Linked DNA regions of Zea mays: all the other regions are linked to region 1. The links are chromatin contacts, called in public Hi-C maps. All regions are on one chromosome and are shown on one strand. The core of a region is the stretch at or near the end of the contact, and the rest is flanking DNA. Distances in the headings are between cores, read along the strand shown. Region 1 holds the start of LOC103647479. Region 2 holds the start of LOC100191233. Region 3 holds the start of LOC100279723 (Remorin family protein). Region 4 holds the start of LOC103647482. Region 5 holds the start of LOC100384175.

Region 1 (2,700 bases), core at 154-2,653:
AAACATTAAAAAAACTAACAGACATTTTTCGTTGGAATAGTAAAGGATGTCAGCGTATCTCTCTATTATCAGTATAACATCACACCGTCATCGTGCGTAGTAGTATGTGCCTAACACAACAGTTAACCAAGAAACAGTTCCAGCACGCACAACACATGTTCCAGGTGTATGAATCTGTTTCAATTCAAAAGCAAACGTACCCTACACACGTTTGAGTTTTGAAAAAGCTTGTTCTTCCGATTAAAATAAGACTATGTTTCTCTTGTTTTCTTGATAAGGCCGAGCTGACTCAGAAAGCTATCATTCCTACCTGGCTCGCTCATCCTCCTTTTCCGTTATCATTTCCTGGGTCGAAGGCGGCCGGTAACGGTAACGGACTCCTTGTCATGGGCCCAGAGGCGCCCGGAGAAACGTTCGTGCACTGCAAAACTCCAACGATTGAAAGTCCCGAGTTGCAACACGAATCTGGCTGTTTGGTTCAGCTTTTTGTTTTAATTTTTTTCTAACTAGTTTTTTTAATGGTCGTGGAATCTGGTTGTGAGAAAAATCTGAGTATCGTGGAGATTATATACAGAGGAAGACGAAGTAGTCTAAATGGTTTAGGATCTAGAAAGCAATGTGTTCCTACTATTGCAACGACTCGACCAATTCTGTGTTCATGTTGATTTTAAACGGTTTTTAGCAAAACGATTCTTATATAAACGGGATGAAAAGCTGAAATATTTGGCAGTCCACAACAGCTTCGCCCAAACAAACATGACATATAGATGGCCAATAAGCACGAGGCCCGTGAGCCCGACACGAAGCCCACTGTTTGGGCCTGATCCGAGCCCGACATGACCTAGTTCTATGCGGACCCGTGCCGTCCCGGCACGAATAAGCGGTCGGGCTCGGACACAAACTAAGCACGGTGGGCTAGCCCGGCACGGCCGTTTACCTTTAAGCCCGTTAAACCTATATTTTTTGCATTAAACCGTACTTACTGAATCATTTAGTCCGTTTTTGGCCTACTTTTTTTGTGCTTACTGAGCCAGGCCGGTCGGGCCGGTCCGTTTAAACCCGCTGCGGGCTAAACCTAAAACAGACCGAGTTTCATCGGGCCGGGCCGGGTGGGTCGTTTGGCCATCTGGACGACCCATTCTGTTTGTCTAGAGTAAAACGGTGACCTGTGCTGACCGGCCATGACCTCCATTGACCGCGACCCATCATCACGGGCTCACGGCAGTACGAAACATCCAGCGGTTTAGCAGCCAGCAGCCATGGCCCATGGCCGCCCATCCACCATGCCAATAGCAACGCGACAAATGGCCTCGCGCACGCGGCGACGCAAGCAGATTCGGACGCACTCGCCTCGCCAGCTCCAGTTTCACTTTCACTTTCACCGCAAGCCGGTGCCGGAAGCATCTCCGCAATCACCATGACACACATGGTCACCTCCTCTGCTCCTGCCATGGTCAAACCGGCGCCCGGTCGCCGTCCGTGGCCTATAAAAAGCGCGCGTCTGCTCCAACCGCTTCGCCTCACCGAATCACAAGTCACAACTCACAAGCTAGCGATCTTCCTCGTGCAATCGAAGCGAGTTCTCAGAGCTGTCTACGGAACTCTGAAGCTCAACGCAGCGTTCGCTTCTGAATTCGACCCGAAGCACAGCCTCGCTCAAGGCAATAAAAGCCGGTGTTACTGTTGCCGCGCCATGGAGCCGGAGATGGAGGCGGCGCTGATCAAGGTCGGGATGTTCGTGCTGGTGCAGGCACTGGTGTACCTCATCCTGTCGCAGTCCTCCACCGTGTTCTCGCGCACCAAGAGCCTTGCCCTCCGCCCCGCGCGGTCGCTCAGCGCGCGCCGCATGCTCGCGCTGCTCTCCGACCTGCCGCTCGTCGCCGGGGAGCCCTCGCCCGTCGCCGCCTTCGCCCGGACGCGGTCCGCGTTGTCGCCCATGCTCGCCGCCGCCGGCCGGAAGCAGGACTGAGTTCGGCGACCGTCGTGTGGCCACTTAGCTATAAGCTAGCTCTTCCTCGGTAGTACAGTATTCTTTAATTCTTTGGTTTGATCGATCCATGTGTGTCGGTTTGGTTTGGTTTGGTTTGGTTGTATTCAAGTATAGCTTCCAAATTTCATGGAAGTTTGATTTGCGCATCTTGTGCTGAGCCTGTACCTGCATCATCGCAGACTATTCAAATCGTTTTTATACGCTGTGGACATTTGTTAAGGATATCTCGTCAAATATGTAACTTCGACAGTATGCTGAATGTGACTACTCGGTGCTGATACGATATTGATCTGATAATTGCCCATTTGGTTCGCACGGGATCTTGTGTCTATTTGGCAATAGAGCGGTTTTTTAACTTATGGATCAACTTAAGTTATATTCCCTCGTTTCTTTTTAGTTGTATTCAGCGACAACTAAAAAGAAACATATAGAGTAATTATTTTATCATAACCAAGGACAAATCAAAATAATATTCTCTCTAGTTTTTTTATTTGACGTTTCCTAATGTAAATTGCACAATCCAACCTCAAATAAAAACAAATAGAGATAGTAATAATTATAGAGGATGCTGAACATAGACCTATGATATGTCAATTGTGAGACTATATTAATACTCGTACTTGACATTCAACAAACATCGAGACTATATTTAATACTCGTACTCAGCATTCAACAAACATTTGACGTGACATAGGCTAAACTTTAGACTC
Region 2 (2,700 bases), core at 93-2,592, 210 kb before region 1:
CAACATGGAGCATGCTGAAACTATCTATTTCAGAATGACTAAAAATAAATGCTCGTCGAGAGGCAATGCACCAAATCCCAAAGAAGAAGCAAATCTAGAAGTGTGTAGAGAAAATTGTAGAAAAGACACCTGTTTCCTCTCCAGTTCCTGATTCTGCTCTCTGAGTTTCTGAACTTCGGCTTCTAACTCCATTGTATAAGCCTATGCAGTAAAATAAGATTCTTTTTAACCGAAACAGCAAAGTGGAAAATTTGTCTGCTTTAAAAGAACGGTAACACAGTAACCAGGAAGAGTACGATGACTCTGATTATAATCGAATTGCGAAAGTTCACAATGTCATGAGTCAAGAAGCACTAACAAATTGCTTGGTGCCTTGGTCAGTAAGACATGCATGAATTCAGCAAAAGGCTGTGACCTGTTTGCGCGCTCGGGACCTCGCGGCGGACTCCCTGTTCTTGATCATCCTCCGCCGCCGCCTCTCCACCACTTTCTCCACTCCGCCTCCATGCCTTCTCCCCCGAATCATTCTTTCAAACGAAAAAGTTTGCGGCTCCGTCAGCGACGACAGGTCGCTGTATCCCTTCCCGACAGAATCAAGCTGGCTCACCGCTGTTTGCACAGCCATGGCGCTGCCTCCCATGCCTGCCGCCCTGGGCGGTATCAGGGCCAGATCCACCATGCCGACCGGTGCAAACCCTACCGCTGCCGTAGCTGCGTCGTCGTCGGCACCCGGTAAATCCCCAAAAAAGGCGGAGCTTTTAGGGGCAACAGGTACCGGCCGCGGCGGCACCATGGGTGGCGGCGCTGGAGGAGCAGAAGCGGGGTTCTCCTTGACCGCGCCAGCTCTGACCAAGAACTCCTCCAGAGTCATCTCCCCGAGCGTTGACTGGCGGTGGGGCGGCTGGTGTCCGCCGCCGTCCGCCCCCTGCGGCGGTTCGTCGCGCACGAGATTTCTCCACGCCTCGTCGACCGTCTTGGTGCTGAGCATGCGGGGCAGTGTGAGCGACGATCCCTGCCGCTGCATCGGCGTGGGGGGCATCCCCGCGCTCGCTCCTGCGATAGAGGCGGAGGCCTTGGCCTGGGTCTCCTCTGCGGTCCAGATGCTCCGGAGCAGCTCGTCCATGTTCACGGAGCCGAAACCCTTGGGGATGCCACGGCTACCGCCACAGCTGGCGGCGGCCCCGCCGAGGGTGCTCTGGGATCTGTCGAACGTCAACGAGTAGACTGAACCTTGCCTCGCTAACGGCGCCACTCCATCCCCTTCCTCCTGCTTGCCTGTCCCTGTCTCAGCTCAGCACCAAAAAAAATTTAAACTAACACTTAGGAAATGTTAGTTAAAAACATTAACAAATTTTAAACTAACACTTAGAGAATGTTAGTTAATAATATTTTAGATTATATAATCTGGATACGCTCACAAGTCACAGGTCGTGGTCTCCGAGCACGCGACGAGCAGCCAACCATATGTCGCCACGTGGGGGGCTTGCCTCCGTCGGTTGTTGGGATGTTAGATTGTTAGCATACGTACAAAAATATCTTCGACCCCGGGAGAAGAGCACCTGGTGCTAGGTTGCTGCCATGTAGGGCCTCTGCCGGCTTACCTGTCAGCGGGACCCGGTGTCAGTTCCTCTGGTGTATTGATGGAAACATGGTGGTAGGTTTCCCGTCTATGACAGGTACAGTTCCGAAAAGAAATGCAGGTCATCCATATCTCAATTTAATTTTGAAGAGCGTTATACTCGTAAAAAGATCAGTTGCGGAGCTACGTGGAAGAGGAAAGAAAATCAATGGGCCCTCACTTTGCCCCAATATGAGTGTTTCAGATTTGCCCCGTTTGAAACGCTACGAATTTCGTAGGAACTGTGAACGAAATTTATATGTATACAGAGGAAAAAAATCAGAAAAAAGCCTCCATCCGTTTCAAATACAGTTGTTTCTAGCCCACTTTTTTTCTATCCATATTCATTCAAATGATAATGAATATAGACATACATGGAAACTATATTCTTATGTTATTTAATGAATATATAATTAGTTTAAAACGAATTATATTTTGAAACGTGGGAAGTACAATGTAAAGAGGGTGTTGGGTCTATGCTTCGTCGCCGAAGGTCTTCTAGGAAGAAGTGGCTCTCGGCTGAAGCTGTTTGTATGAGATGGCCGAAGGTTCCTCTTCATGAAGCTTCGGTATCACAAACCGACTTAAAGATAAAATGACCCTTTAGTCCATAAAGGTCTGAGTCAATGTTGTAAACTTTTATGAGGGGTATAATTGTAATTCCTCACAGGCTGTGTCCTGTGCCTATAAATAGTGAACAGTATTCTTTTACTGTTCACACATTCTGGTAATTGCAATCGCATCTTTCGGAATCCAACCTTTGCCAAGGCAGAGGTATTTTTGTGCTCAATGATTCAATATATTAAGTAAATATAATATAATTCGTCTATGATTTATTTACCCCTTTTACACCCTTTATTTTATGTTGTCTTACAATATCTGTTGAAATTTTATTACGAAGATTTAAGCTTTGTAATTATACTCTCATCAGCCTTCGTCCAAGGCCCATTATCCTCAAGGGAATAATGTTTCATGGACGAAGGACGTTAACATTTAACACTTCATGTTGCCTTGTTCTTAATTCATAGCATTTGAGAACAAGTCCCCAACATTGGCGCCCACCTCCGGTGAACTCACTTCCA
Region 3 (2,700 bases), core at 201-2,700, 160 kb before region 1:
TTGTTCCGTCGACAGGGAACGATTAAATGTTGGTCTATTGTTGGGTGAAGAGGACCTACTTAGCTCTGGGCTGGTCTGTGTTGCAACATCTTTCCTGGAAATTATACAGGCAATAGTTGAAGCTGAATCTTCTGTGATTTCAACCTGCTCGTCTGAACAAGGCAACAACAAAAAGGCAACGGGTCAAGATTTACTGACTTTTCAGTCTACAATATGATAACTTTCTATGAAGATCTGCTGCACAACTTAAGGTAAATAACTTCCGACTTGTTACTGAAAAAAAATGGTTTCATAACGCAATTCATGCCTTCTATGCTTCAACAAACATAGATGATAACTCAAACAAAGTGTTTTGTGCTTTGCTAATTACTACTAAACCAAATTTCAATACTAAACAATAGGCTAAAACTAAAAATAATGATGGATATGCACTCTGTGCACAAGAAACCATTTTTAAATACCTTGGATAGATTCTTGTGTGCTAGGCAATGAAGCAGATGATTCGACTGCAGAATCTAATCGCTTGCGAACTCTGGGAGTTCGAATAGGATGAGACCCACCATTCAGTGGACAAATTCTGACTCCTTCTCCAATGTTGATTTCGTCACCAATTGGTCTACCTGAATAGGCCCCATTTGTATTTTTTCCTCCACAAACATGTCCTGGCATTAGTACTCCTGCTGAAAAATGAGAATTTGATGTAATAGGTCCAACTCTCTCACTATCAAGCAATGACACCGAAGAAACAGATGAATACTGTCCACCAAGTCTTCCTGGAGGCCCCAGGGGGCCACTTTTAGACTTTGGCCTCCGACCATGAGCAACCGTAGTTCTTCCACGCATGTCGCTGGAATTGGGACTGAAGATCCACCTCTCTGCATCCTCCCATTTCGAGGGCAATGTCCTCCCATTGCTGTAAGAAAATGCCATGCTGCTTCCTGGGTATCTCCTACTTCCTTTAGAAGAATGCGGAACTCTCTCAGAGCTCCACCTTTTTTTGGAAACCCAACTCCGATAGCTCAGCGTCAAGGTCTACGAAACACGTCTGACCGGATGAGTAATGCTTCAAGTCCTTTGTTCATCAACCCCACACCACCAATCACGAAACTTGTAGAAAACGTGGCTCCGTGGAATTAACCCAGTGCTGCCGAGGTCAAGTAAGGCCGGGGCCGGCCGCTGTTTCGACCCCTTCCTACCATGCAAAAGAACAATAACCTCAGTGTGGTACCACTGGTTGGTTGTGGCATTCTTTCGAACAACATACAAGCATACAAAATGGGCAACTGCAACCCCGCACAATTCAACGGATTGCAAGACTCAAGATTAATACAGTACCTGGGGTAGTGGGGTGGGACGTCCTGCCGGATTCTTGGCCGGTTCTTGTACCTGAGCCGACTCCTCTTCCTTCACCCCGCACAGCAACTCCTCCGCTTCGTCGTCCTGCCGCTCGGCAAAGGCTGCAGAAGCTTAACAACACTAGCTCGTTTTAAAGGGCGGTCAGGTTGCTCTCAGATCGATTGAGACACTAGTAAGAATCCAAAACTGTGAGCTGGTTACAGCGTTGTGCTTACCACTGGAGGAGGAAGTAGCCAACCCATCTGTCTCCAGATCTGTGTCTGTGTCAGGCGCACGAACCCGGCCAAAGGCTGCATGCAACCACCATCATACAATCAGTGTTTAAAAAGCAGATCTCAGAAAGAGGGGGAGTGAAAGGTGAAGATAATCCAACGGCGCTCATTTTCTCGTGTCAGAAAAAAAAAAAGCACCCTCGTTTTTGTTGCTACAAGGGTCTAGGATGGTGACGGTGATGATGCCTATAGCTCAAGTCAAAAGAATTCGGGGCCATCCTACTTTGTCTACTTCGCTGATAACAAATTCTTGTGTACCATTCGCTTGCTCTCTGTGGAAGGGTTGCGGTCACCTGAGTGAGAGGCTAGGACAGGCCATACCGCCATAGGCAACCTAGATGGGCATCGGGGCGCCATGATGCTACTTTGAGTTATTTGGCATTATAATACCTCTGCCTTTTGTCTTCGCCAGTTTGGTACTCTGAACACATATCGCCACTTTGGTACTTCGAATGCATGGTTGTCTCTATTGACGTAACCGCGCCTGTGAAGACGTTGGACGCGATTACCGTGGACGCTCTTCCAATCTTGCCCCTGTTCCAGAATCTCCCATCTTCCAACCGTGGATGCCACAGTAAATTTCACACTTATATTTTTCTTCCAACCTTTTCCGCAGCTCCCTCAGACCCATGTTCAACTCCTTTAAGAGATGGACAACCTTTGATGCTACTCAAGCGCTAGTAAGGATCGTGGTTTTCCTTCTAGCACTGGAAGTACAAGTGTGTTCCTCAATTAAGACAGTCACCTGTAATAATTAACCTTAATTAGTAACAACATAAACAATATCCTATGTACAAACATCTTAGGCTTATTAGACTATACCATAACACTATTCCCAGATTGTTGCCTACATCCCACAATATGCCAAGGGCAACCTTCTCCTTTGCAATTACCAATAAATCGACTCAGATCAGTTTTATATATTTCTAGCTCAAACTCTTCATTGATCGCAAACTGTCTCACAGCTAGCCTAAAGTCACGCATGCTGGGGTACACTGTTCCAATATCCATACAAGGCTTGTCTGTGTCATGCAACATCACCCTCTCATCTGGAATTTCATCATCAACAGGG
Region 4 (2,700 bases), core at 60-2,559, 220 kb before region 1:
CTTGACGGGCTCGAGATTGCCTGGCACCGCCACCGCGTAGATGCCAAAAACTTGCGATGGGTGTTGCGGTGACATTGCTGCGGACACGGACAGGCGATCGCGACGCAGCTTCGCTGCAGGCGTGCGGCGAGCGCCGGCGAAATGATGACGGCGCCCCTGCCGACGGCCGTCGCTTCGGTGGTTTGATTGATGAGGTGACCGCGCGTCGGGTGAGCTAGCAATAGCACCTCCTTCACACGCCAAGGCGGCGTCACCGGTCATCCACGCGCCCGCGGGTGCCCTGTGTTTTGGTACGATGCACAGTGGTTTTGGAGAAGCCGCGAGCAACTTGCAGCAGCGAAGTTTTCCAGATCAGTTGATTGACGACAGTTCACGTACACATGCCCGTACGCCGAGTACACGCACGAAGGAGGCCGGATGGTGCGGTGCAGTAGCGGACGGACCTACTCCAGCTCCAGCTCCAGCTCCAGGAGGAGCCATGAAAGTATGCACGGTTTCCAGGGGACCAAAATCATGGCCACCAGTTGGGTTTCGGTCTCTCTGACAGCATTATTGGGTTCTATGATTAGGAGATCAGCATACCCCCCCGCCCGCACTTCGCTTTCCTGGGGCATCTGATCCGAGTGCTCCCAAGCAAGTCACGGTCACCATCTCTGGCAAGGGATGCATTATCCATTGCGCATGTGTACTTGTGCTTCCCGGGGTTATGAACACAGGTGTCCTTGGCCCAGGCACCGAATAAAAATAATGCACCCAAAAAAAAACATTTTGAATCGACCGATTGATGCTACTCCATTTCTGTTTTTTATAATGAAGAAACGTTACAGTACAAGAATACGAGGACACCAAATTAATCTTGCGTTTTCACAAGCGGAGACGCACAACACCACTAGTTGGTCCAGTACTCCAGTTCGCACACCATTGTCCGCACCGCAGTCGCTTTCTCGCCCCACGCTCAGCTCAGATCTCCACGGGGCCCACGGCCATAGACCCCACCCTTGTCCTTGTGACCTTGTCTCACGCTACTACCTCTGCCTCAAAATAGAACCATGATATATTTTTTAGTTGTAAAACATCATATTTCATTATTGTCCTATTTACAGTTTTCATAAAAAATGCTATTTATTATTTTTTATTGGGGTTTTTTTAATTAAAGGTACTTTAACGATATTTATTTTATTGTTTTCTAAAAAAATAAATAAGATAAATGATTTGTTAAATCTATATAAAAGTAAAAAAACGGCAACCATCTACGGGAGACGACCACCGCATCCCTCTATATAAACCCACCCCTCCGCCCGTCTCTCGGTCAGTCTCAGGCGTTTCGTTCCTCGGCATCTCAAGCGCAGCAGCGATGGTGGACATCGACCACCGGATGGCCGGGCTGGCCCCGTCGGTGGCGCACACCGCGGCGCTGCGCCGCCTCTCGACGCGCGCCGCCGCGGGGCCGTCATCGGCGTCCGCGTCGCCGCGCCACGGCCTCCACTCCTTCCACGCCGTGGCTGCAGGCGTGCTCTCCCACCTCCGCGAGTCCGGGGTGGCCGTCCTCCCGGGCCTCTCGGACGCGGAGCTGGTCCGCGCGGAGGCCGAGTTCGGGTTCACGTTCCCGCCCGACCTCCGCGCGGTGCTCGCCCTGGGCGTGCCGTCGGGGCCCGGGTTCCCGGACTGGCGCGGCCGGGCCGGCCTCCGCGCCGCGTTCGACCTCCCCGCGGCGGCGGCGTCGCTCCAGGTCGCGAGGGGCGCGCTGTGGCCGCGGTGCTGGGGCCGGCGGCCGGCCGACCCGGGCCGCGCGCTGCGGCTCGCGCGCTCCGCCGTACGCCGCGCGCCGCCGCTCGTGCCGCTCTTCGACCGCTGCTACCTGCCCTGCCGCCCCTGCCTCGCGGGGAACCCGGTGTTCTTCGTCGCCGACGACCGCGTCCTCTGCTGCGGCCTCGACCTGCTCTACTTCTTCACGCGCGACTCCTCCTTCCAGCCGGCGGACCGCGCCGTCGTCTCCTCCTCGTCCCCGCTCTCCGCCGGCGCGAGCAGGCCGTCGTGCACGCGCCGGAGCCTCGACGCCGTCCAGGCCCCGCGCTGGATCGAGTTCTGGAGCGACGCCGCGTCGGACCGCCGCCGCCGCGACTCCTCGTCCTCCGAAGCATCCACCGCCTCCTCGTCCTCCTCCTCGTCGTCGTCCTCAGGATGCCCATCGCCACCCCGGCGGCCAACCCCGCGGTGGGTCGACAGCTACCTCGACGAGCTGGGGTCAATGCTGAAGAAAGGGGGCTGGAGGGACCGAGAAGTGGACGAGATGGTCGAGGTCACCGCCTCCGGGTTCTTGGACGACGGCGAGGAGGCCCCAACACCCGACTCCGAGGCTATCCTCGACGCGCTGGTCCTCAAGACCGACCGGTGCTCGGACTCGCTCCGGCGCGCCGGGTGGACCGCCGAGGACGTGTCGGACGCGCTGGGGCTCGACTTCCGGCGCGGCGAGGAGCGCTCCCGGTCGGCCGTGCGGATCCCGCCGGAGATCGCCGCCAAGGTCCAACGCCTCGCGCAAGCGCTGGCGCGCCCGTGACGTGACGTCGATCGATCTCCCCCGTTCCCGCCGCCGGAGGCTTCCCATTCTTTGTTTATCTCCAGTCCGAATCGAACTGCACTAGTATAAAAGTGAGAAAGTAAACTAGGCCATGTTCGCGCGAGTGAATTATGCCGTGCTCA
Region 5 (2,700 bases), core at 99-2,598, 170 kb after region 1:
TTTATGAGACCACATTGGTGCAATAGACTCCATGGTGTTTGAGGTTGCTGAATTGGATGGAGCAACAATAATTTGTCACACTAACAGTAAAATGAAAGGTTATTTGTTGTTTTTAAACGTTAGTAATTGCTACGAAGTAGCATAATTTATATGGAGCGCATCCAGTTTTTATTGGTGCCTGACTTTAGCAACCACTTTATATTTTGATCTATCTTTTTTATAAGTTTGAGTTCATGTGACTTATTTTAGAAACTTGAGCTCACAAACTTTCTCTTATTTGGTCTCTGTATGGTGAAATTATGTCATTTTATAATCTCTGTTCGTTCAGTCAGTCGTTGTGAACTCTTTTCTAATCGCTCACTTCATTGGTCGTGTTGTACAAAAATATATTGGATGAAGTAAATAATAACATCAGTTAGCCAAATAAAAAAATATTATATGGAGAGCGAAGATAATCAATAAAAATTTTGATTTTTTTTATAGATAGTTAACATGGGTATTGTTGTAAGTCGTCGCAACGCACGGCCAACCGACTAGTATATATATATATGCACAGGTCTCGAACACGCTCAGCTGGAAAGTAAGTGCCGACTATAGATGGCAAAAAAGCACGAGGCCCGTGAGCCCGGCACGAAGCCTGCTTTTTGGGCCCGGTCCGAGCCCGGCACGGTAGAATAAGCGGGCGGGTTTGGACAGGAAACTAGGCACGGCCCGTTTACCTCTAAGCCCGTCAAGCCCGTTTTTTTACACTAAAACGTGCTTACCGGCCCGTTTAGTCCGCTTTTTGGCCCGTTTTTTCGTGCTAAACGGGCCGGGCCGGCCCATTTAGACCCACTGCGGGCCGAGCTTGGACAGAAAATTAAGCCCGCTGTCTCAGCAGGCCCGGCCCGGTTTTTGGCCGGGCTTCACCGGGCCCGGGCCGAGCCGGGCCGGGCGGCCCGTTTGGCCATCTCTAGTGCCGACCGACCGATCGATCGTGCAGGGCCCATGGACAAATGCCGTACCGTCTCGACAGCAGAAGGAAACGTTCGGTGCTCTGTATCGGGATCGGGACGGGGGAGCGGCCGTGCAGGGCACGACCGATGATGGGTCGCCCCGTCGTCTTCGAGAGAAAAGGGTGAACTGTGAACGGAAGGGACAGACGGACGGACACAGACAAAGGTCGGTGGGGTTACTGGTGAGGTCCTGTGCCGCCATCTCCATGCATGGGGTTCGTTCGATGCATGGGCGCGCGCCTCCGTCGATCGCCGAGGACCGAGGACGCGCGCCCACAGTACGCCGACACGGCGTCCGTCCGGCCCGCCCGCCGCTCGTCCCGTCCGTCGTGGCTCGTGGGGATGGGGCCATAATTGCGTCCCCGCACGCAGGCGCGCGGGGGCGACGCAAATCCCTGTGGCTGTGCTTCTCCTCATCGCGCAGGCCGCGGCGAGTACATGAAGGTGAGGGCGCACGCGGTCCTCGCACGGCCTGAAAAAAAGCCAGCAGCTCTGGTTCGCGCTTTTCCGGACCGGCGCGGCGGGGCCCGGCGCGTGCCACCGCGGCCGGGCTGAGATGTACGGTGGGGACGGGGGGGCCGCCTGATGTGGCGATGCTTCGTCGGTCGTGGCCGCTGCCGCCCGGTGCATGGCGTGTACCGGTGTACGCCGGACGCGGACGGGCCCGATGAGTCGGCTTTTGGGCCGGGTGTCGTGGCTCGCTTTTTTCACGAGACGACGCCAGCAGCCCTGACACCAAGAAGGCTGGTAGCGTATAGCACATTAACAGCAGCACTCGACCACTGTGTTCCAATCCAAGTCAAAACGCGCGGTCCGTGTTCCGGCCATTCGACACCGTTTGAAACTGGCGAACTCACAGCCCGGTCGTCCGCGCGCTCTAGAAGCCCGGCACCGGCAGCTCGCCCCGTCGCGAGGCAGGCAACACGCTGGTACGGTCTCTGGTCGCGAGATCTGAAACTATCATGCGACAGGCGAGAGCAACACGGCCGGTCGGCCCAGCCTACTCCTGCAGGCGCCCTGGTCCTGACACTCTCGAAAGCCAGCCACAGCTGCCGCTGCCGCTGCCGGGCGTTGGCTCTCAGGCTGCTGCTGCCCCCGATCGTGGCCGACTGGCGCCTGGCGGCTGGCCGAGCCGAGCAAAGCACAGCGCCCAAAGGCATAGTTACAATTACAAACCACTCACTCGCAGCCTTTCCGGTGTCGCCAAAACACGTCACACGTGCTGCCGGTACAATTATTGGCGACTACGTACTGTCGCCCCGGCCGGCGCTCTGTAGCCAGACAGAGCTCGCGCTAGCTTTGCTGCAACGCTGTGTGGCGTTGCGTTGCGTGCGCTCTGCTCTCATGCATGCATATTGCATAGTAGCGATCCTTTGCTGACTATGCAGCTGGAGGCTCTGTGCCATCCTGTAAGTTGGGCCGGGCCGTGCTGACCCGGCACGAGCCCATCGTGCTTCGGGCTTAAATAATTCGGGCCGGGCTAGCACGAATTGCACTCGGGCCGGGCTAAATCGTGCTCACGTCCTAAAATGTAGGCCCAGCACGGCCCTAAATTAGACCGGGCTTGCATCGGGCCGTGCTGGCCCAGACCCGGCCCGTAAATCATGGACCATGAACCAGTTGCACGCGAGTAAATCATGGAGGCCCAGCAACTCGAGTGTCCAGCAATTGCTTAGAGATTCAACATTCAAGCGGTGCTGGGCGA

Evidence for each region. A called contact is a pair of places that touch in the nucleus more often than the background predicts.
Region 2: a contact with region 1 is called in a Hi-C map of tassel, with 2.1 times the contacts expected there. The contact joins the promoter of LOC100191233 here to the promoter of LOC103647479 in region 1. A contact is called at or near these places in 3 of 25 Hi-C or Micro-C datasets (ear, endosperm and tassel).
Region 3: a Hi-C map of ear shows a contact between it and region 1, with 3 times the contacts expected there. The contact joins the promoter of LOC100279723 here to the promoter of LOC103647479 in region 1. A contact is called at or near these places in 11 of 25 Hi-C or Micro-C datasets (bundle sheath, ear, endosperm and 3 more) and 2 of 3 datasets of contacts at active chromatin or transcription factors (leaf and seedling).
Region 4: a Hi-C map of ear shows a contact between it and region 1, with 1.7 times the contacts expected there. The contact joins the promoter of LOC103647482 here to the promoter of LOC103647479 in region 1. A contact is called at or near these places in 3 of 25 Hi-C or Micro-C datasets (ear, endosperm and tassel).
Region 5: a contact with region 1 is called in a Hi-C map of bundle sheath, with 2.7 times the contacts expected there. The contact joins the promoter of LOC100384175 here to the promoter of LOC103647479 in region 1. A contact is called at or near these places in 3 of 25 Hi-C or Micro-C datasets (bundle sheath, ear and tassel).

Annotation. Positions count from the first base shown.
Region 1 is chr2:191,081,402-191,084,101 of Zm-B73-REFERENCE-NAM-5.0, reverse strand. LOC103647479 reads left to right here and starts at 1,403. Exons shown (of 1, transcript XM_008672011.3): 1 at 1,403-2,276. The coding sequence starts at 1,418. The coding sequence ends at 1,969.
Region 2 is chr2:191,287,059-191,289,758 of Zm-B73-REFERENCE-NAM-5.0, reverse strand. LOC100191233 reads right to left here and starts at 1,342. Exons shown (of 4, transcript NM_001136667.1): 1 at 416-1,342; 2 at 130-201. The coding sequence starts at 1,123.
Region 3 is chr2:191,245,798-191,248,497 of Zm-B73-REFERENCE-NAM-5.0, reverse strand. LOC100279723 (Remorin family protein) reads right to left here and starts at 1,450. Exons shown (of 6, transcript NM_001152682.1): 1 at 1,336-1,450; 2 at 462-1,192; 3 at 1-152. The coding sequence starts at 930.
Region 4 is chr2:191,304,089-191,306,788 of Zm-B73-REFERENCE-NAM-5.0, reverse strand. LOC103647482 reads left to right here and starts at 1,309. Exons shown (of 1, transcript XM_008672012.3): 1 at 1,309-2,700. The coding sequence starts at 1,355. The coding sequence ends at 2,557.
Region 5 is chr2:190,912,278-190,914,977 of Zm-B73-REFERENCE-NAM-5.0, reverse strand. LOC100384175 reads right to left here and starts at 1,348. Exons shown (of 1, transcript NM_001176752.2): 1 at 545-1,348. The coding sequence starts at 1,347. The coding sequence ends at 874.